Linked DNA regions of Mus musculus: region 1 is linked to region 2. The links are chromatin contacts, called in public Hi-C maps. All regions are on one chromosome and are shown on one strand. The core of a region is the stretch at or near the end of the contact, and the rest is flanking DNA. Distances in the headings are between cores, read along the strand shown.

Region 1 (2,920 bases), core at 138-2,637, 100 kb after region 2:
ATCACTCAATCAACAACGCAGCTGACAGAGATGCTAATGATTTCAAGGACACCGGTGACTTTCAAGCTGCTAAGACAAGATGACAAAGGGAAGGCAATTATGGGACCCAAGTTCAGCGCTGTCTCCATGTGAATAAACACACATCTTAGAATCAGAAAGAGGAGTTGTTAGGTGTCCAGGCTAGAACACAGGAGATGAAGGTCTAACAGAGAGGCCTCAGGTCCCCTGGTTAGTGTGCACCATGGCCAGCAGGAGGGCCAACATGGCCAGCAGGAGGGCCACCATGCTCTCCCGAGTTAGTGCTTTTCCCAAATCACACATAGCCAAGACTCTCTCCACTCTCCATCTCGGTCTCATGGTGTGCTTTCAACACGTGACCTCCCACCTTTCTATCTTTCTTTTTTCTTGGCTTTATGGAAACGAAAATAAGAACAGATCCTTGGAAAATAAGAATATACTATTTTCTATACTAAATATAGAAACTCCAAAGCGCTTTGAGCATCAATGTCCAAACAGTCATGATGAACGTGGAAAATTATAGCTGCCTCGAGTTCCCTAATACTGCTGCAGCAATATGCTTTGCTCCCAGGAGCATGCTCTATGTCTTCTTTTAAACAAATATTTATTGGCTAGGGATGCTAGCGAGGGCAGTGGCAGGGAGGCCCCAGCTCACAAGCTGAAAGACTTGAAGATCGGAGTGTCATTCTCTAAGAAAAATTAAGCAGACCCCAGCGTTGTAAAACTCTTACATCTATCAAACTAAGCATAAGCCGGGTCTGAGAACAGCCGATGGTTCCGGAAAGACAACAACTCATTTTTATGCCCCGGGAAACATTAAGAAACAAAACAGGACAGGCCACACCACCCCAAAAAGAAACCATCACGCCAGGCCTTGGCGTACAGCATGCTCGGCAGAACAGGGCTGTGGGATTCTGTTCATGTGGGCTGACCTGACAACATGGAGGGGTGGGTGGGGCTTGGCCTACCAGTGAGGGCTAACCCTGAGCCAGATGCAGGAAAACAGAAGGATGCAGGCAACCGCGCTAACATGGCCTCCCAGGCCCGGATCACTCACGGGTGAGGAAATTGTGGTCCCGGAGGAACTTACCGGTAAAAGGCAGCTTTTGGTCCTACCCCGCGGGCTGTGATGGAGGCCTACTCATGGGAGCCCTGGACTCAAGAACCTGAAGAGCAGCCACAGGAAGCCGTGGCACGGGAAGGAACCTCCGAGGCAGCCTCAGAAGATGGGGCACAAGAAGCTGGAGCAGGAGACCACGGTGGTGGGGGGCCAGGTCAGCAGGGACAGTCGAGAGGAGGGACCTTCTCGGGGGCCCAACCGAGCCTGCCAGGCCTAGCGCACTCACCGTTAGGGCAGGCTGTGACCTCTCACGTGCTCCTCCCCACCCCGTCACGTGGCAACCCCCTACGCGCCCTCGGGTCGCGTGGCAACCCCTCCACGTGCGCGCGCCCGGATCACCCCGCGCCACTCAGCTTCTGAATTTCAGCCAGCCTTGGGTTTTCCAGATGCGGATGCGGAGGGCTTGCTTGTGGCCCAAGATCAAAGGGAAGGCAAGGAGATTTGAACTCGGGATGCGCAGTTTAACGTTCAGCGGTCTAACGACGGGACTTTTCCAAAGTCGAGGCGCCGCAGTTAGTGGTGCATAGCTCTACGCCTTTCGCTGTTGAATGTTGGCCACGAGCTGCTTTGAGAACCTGTTCTGGGCGTTCTTCTGTGTGAGTATGCAAGCGTGAAGGAGAGGCAGCTTAAGGGATGTCAACCCTGCGGATTGACAGCCAACACTGGTTGAGCCCTGGCCCAATAACTAACATTGAGAGAGGCCACTTATATGCGTCATTTTGATTTAGCCTCAGCCAGACCTGTCTTCCATGAAAATCTGTGCCCTACACACTTGAGGAACCAGTACTTAATTAGGCATTACTTGTAGCTAATTAATGATCTGTTGGCCCTGTTCTCCAGGCAAGAGGGCAGTAGAGCTGAATTTTGCCAGCCCGACTCTGGAATTTTAGCAAATTCTGTCTCTGGAGGGAGCCCTTCTTTGGTGACCAGGATGGTATGGGCAGGATCACAGCTGTCCTAGTATGCTGGAGGAGTCTTCCTCTTTTCTTTTAATGGTCTAGTCAATTCATCCGACTTCCAGTTGCAACAAGCATTTTTACTTTTAATTTCATTAATTGTTTTTGAGACAGGTAGTCACTGTGTACCACAGGCTGACCTCAAACTCCAATTAAAATATCTGATTCTCCTGCCTCAGCCTTATGAAGAGCTGGGTTTACTCAAGGAATCAGCCCGGTCCTCTCTGAACTCCTTACTGTTCTTTGGAAAGCGCAGGCCATCTTAAATGTTTGGGCGGGTTTCTATTAAAGAGCACCATTTGAAAGTTTAATAGAAAGGCACGGAGCCAAGCCCAACCAAATGAGAACACAAAGGATAACTCAGTGGATAAACTGTTTCCAGAAACGGAACCGCGCGTTAGCTGTCTGCAGCCCGCTAGAGGGTGCTGGTAACCTGACCAGTTTCCAGATAAGAAACAGGCTCTAGGGCCACCTGCTGGGCCCAGAGCTACTGTATAGGCTTCTGAGAGCCCAGCTTGACCCTGGGGCTGTTTCTACTGGCCCGTCTTTCCCCGTAAGGGATTCCATTCTGTTTAGGGACTCCCCGTGTTTTGTGTCTTTAGGACATTTGAATTCATCCAAGGGATTCTGGAAAGAGTGGAAACGGTAGTTTGTTAAGCCGGACTGCTTCATACCCTGGAGGCCTGCTGACTCTTTCTCCTCTTAGAATCTGCTTCCTTGGATTTTATTCCAGGGTAACCACATGTATGTGTGAGACTACTAAGTTATGAGTCAAAATTAATCCCTTTCTTTTTCTCCTCCCTCTCTCTGCCCAGGCTGATCTGGA
Region 2 (2,984 bases), core at 245-2,744:
ATACCACCAGGCCTACCATCGCTTTTAACTTATTATTATTATATCCTGGGGATTGAACTCAGTTCATCAAGCTTGGCGGCAAATGCCTCTAGAGTGACAGCCATTTCACTAGCACATTTTATTTTTATTTATAGATAGGGACCTGCCTGCCATGGTTCCTGGCTGGCCTGGTACTTCCTACGTACACTAGGCTGGCCTCAAATGTCCAGCCATCTTTCCACCTCAGCCTTCTGAGTGCCAGGGATGTGTGCCTGGCCCAGCTCTCTGTTTCATTTCCTAAAACACTGTACTATTTTCTTGTCTAACAAAATGACCAATAATTCACTCTCATCCATCATCTATATTCTCAGTCTTGGAAACACCCTCTCAGTTGGTCTGTTTAGATGGAGACTCCCCATAATGTCTACATGGGGATATGGTCATGTGTGAATCTATCAAGCACCCCACCTCCTGCTTAGCTTTGAAGACACAGCCCAACCCCTTCTAGTGAACCAGCAGCTAGCCCCTCCCTCTAGTCACCCCAAACATGGGTTTGGGAAGTCTAGACAGGGTCCCAACAAGGGCTGCCCAGATGCTGGGCCACGGCTGGGTAGAGGCAGGCAGGCCCCAGTCCTCATCCCTCTAAGGCATCCATGTGCAACCCATGGACTGGGGGAGGGGGAGGATGCGGATGAAGGAGCAACAACAGGGTAGCAAGAGGACAGACTGCTTAGATCCAGCAGGTGCAGTGTGGCTACAGGCCAGAGAGCTGAGCCCCCAGCCCAACTCCTGGCTTGCCCAGCCGGGTGGGGTGGCACAGCGCACCTGGCTTCCTCCTGTGACTCACCGCCAGCACCTGCTCTGCACTGCAGCTGCCCTCCAACCTTGGAAGCCCCGGAGAACAGCTGGGCAGGGAGGAGGCAGGTGAGGGGCTAGGAGTCAGGCTGGCTTTGGCTCCTGGAAGGAGGCCAGGCCTTCTCTGCAAAGCAGAAAGGAGGCAGCAAAAAAAGAGGGGAAGGTCTAGGCAGATATAGCTTCCATCTGAAGCTGCACTGGAAGCAGCATTGCCTTGCGCCCGCCTTCTAAGTCTGGGGATAATTTTCAAAACAGCCCTGGTCTTTAGCACGCTGGAGGCTCACAGCTGTGCAAGCACAGAGCTGCCCCGCCCTGCTTCCAAATCCACACCCCCAGAGTGACTGAAGGCCTGCTTTATCAGAGCTAGGACCCTCCCTGCTCTAGGCAGTTGGGGGCAGGGCTGGCACGGAGAGCAGGCCGAGCACTTGCTCAGGGTTGTGTTTTTCTTCTCGCTCCAGGAAAGCAGCTTGGTGGTGCTTCGGTGCACTCTTGCAATCTGGTCTCAGATTCGCTTTTGTTTCCCGAATCGCTCCGCCCCCACGTACCACCCTCTCTCAGGGATTAGGGATTTTCTGGTCCCTAAAAGTCCTGTAGAGGGAGGGTCAGGACCAGACCAACCTTGTCTCCACCCCACCCCCACCGCCACTGTAGAGTGCCGACTCAGCAAACGCTCAGCCCATTAGGGCAGACACCTCAGGCAGGGGAAGCCGTGAACATCTCCCAGGACAGGCCTCCACTGGCCTTCCTCCTGGCAGGAAGAGGCAGAAGAGATCCTGGCAAAGCAATTGTCTACAACAGCATGTGGCTCTTGCTCTCAAATCCTGGCAGTAGCTCCAATTTGCACAGGAGAGGTGGCTGTGAGGCACTAGGAGGTCCAAAGTGACCTGCTGTTACTCTCTGGAGCCTGAGCCCTTATCTGGCTTCAGTGCAGATACTGACAGTGCAGGACTGCCCCCTCCTTGGTCCTAGTCCACTGTCACATCTAACCCACAGCCTACACCACCTGCGCTTATGCCCCTGCTGTCCCCTGTCCTGCAGTTTTGTTGTTGTTGTTGTTTTTTTTTTTTTTCTATAGCACCACTTACTCTCCACCAGGCATAGAATTCATGTGCTTAGTGTCTTATCAGGCCCTCCCTGGCTATGAGGTCAGGACTGTCAGCATTGGCTTCTCCTGCAGTGTCCACGGGGCCAAGCACCATGCCTGGCACATGGCCGATGCTTATTAAGTATTCATTAGACAAGTGAATGGCTAAATAGCAGGTTAGGACATTAATTAACCGTTTCCTAGGAGATTCAAACTTTTGTATCCCATTCAAAGCCCTTGTTTTCCAAATTTCAAGACATGGTTTGGGGCTGGATGTGGTGGCACGTGCCTCTAATTCCAGCACTTGGAAGACAGAAGGAGGGCGGGCAGACCTTTGAGTTTGAGGTCTACACAGCAAGTTCCAGGACAGCTAGGATTACATAGAGAAACTCTATCTCAAAATTAAAACAAAACAAAACAAAACATTTGACCAAAGTAGTTTGTTGCCAGCCATGGTGGCACGCACTTATGAAGCAGATGCAGGAGGATCTCAAATTCAAGAGCAAATGGCTTCATAGCAAGTCTCCAAACACGACAGCTCAGAGGGTAGAGGTGCTTGCTGCCAAGCCTGAGTAACTTGAGTTCGATCCCTGCATGCAGCACGTGGAAGGAGACCAGCGTGGCCTCCTGCATGCTGTCCTCTGACCTCCATGCACACACAATACTTATTTTAACAAATGGTTTGCCTTGTTTCTGTGTTGCAAGAGGCTGGTATAAGAAACAAACTCCTGGTTTCCTCCCAAACCTGTTCCACCTGCACTGTGCCCGGCTGGGCTGGGGAGAACCTGTCTCTAGTCTGGGGGACTCCCACCTACCTCCCCTAGCCCTGCTGGCTGCCCTTAGGAAGTGCCTTGGCATCTGGGCACTACTCTGCTGCTATCCCTGAGGCCAGCTGCCCATAGAATGATAGGCTCCCCCTCCCGACAGTGTGGTCTTCACACAGCAGCGAGCCAGTTCAGTTGTGAAGCTGCTGACAATCAGTAGTTGTCCTCTCTCCTTGGGCTCTGGCTGTCACTCCCCATCTGAGCAAGCCTCTGTTAGCCACCCTCATCCCTACTCTTTGCTT

The links. A called contact is a pair of places that touch in the nucleus more often than the background predicts.
Region 1: a contact with region 2 is called in a Hi-C map of bone marrow-derived macrophages, with 31 read pairs. The contact joins the promoter of Fam178b here to the enhancer-like site in region 2. A contact is called at or near these places in 1 of 39 promoter capture datasets (neural stem cells), 2 of 484 Hi-C or Micro-C datasets (bone marrow-derived macrophages and uterus), 8 of 115 datasets of contacts at active chromatin or transcription factors (the SCID.adh cell line, craniofacial prominence, embryonic stem cells and 3 more) and 3 of 9 other capture datasets (adipose tissue, liver and pancreatic islet).

The regions. Positions count from the first base shown.
Region 1 is chr1:36,681,760-36,684,679 of GRCm38.p6, forward strand. It overlaps Fam178b (family with sequence similarity 178, member B), which reads right to left and starts at 1,388. Exons shown (of 16, transcript NM_001372417.1): 1 at 1,109-1,388.
Region 2 is chr1:36,579,392-36,582,375 of GRCm38.p6, forward strand. The region is part of intron 12 of Fam178b (family with sequence similarity 178, member B); the gene reads right to left. Among named protein-coding and RNA genes, the nearest start is that of Sema4c, 23 kb to the left of the region's middle. Within about 2 kb of position 1,495, at least 205 of the 459 cell types and tissues checked have an H3K27ac peak or open chromatin away from gene starts, as enhancers often do. A contact at or near this core is called in the SCID.adh cell line, adipose tissue, bone marrow-derived macrophages and 8 more, where this site is marked.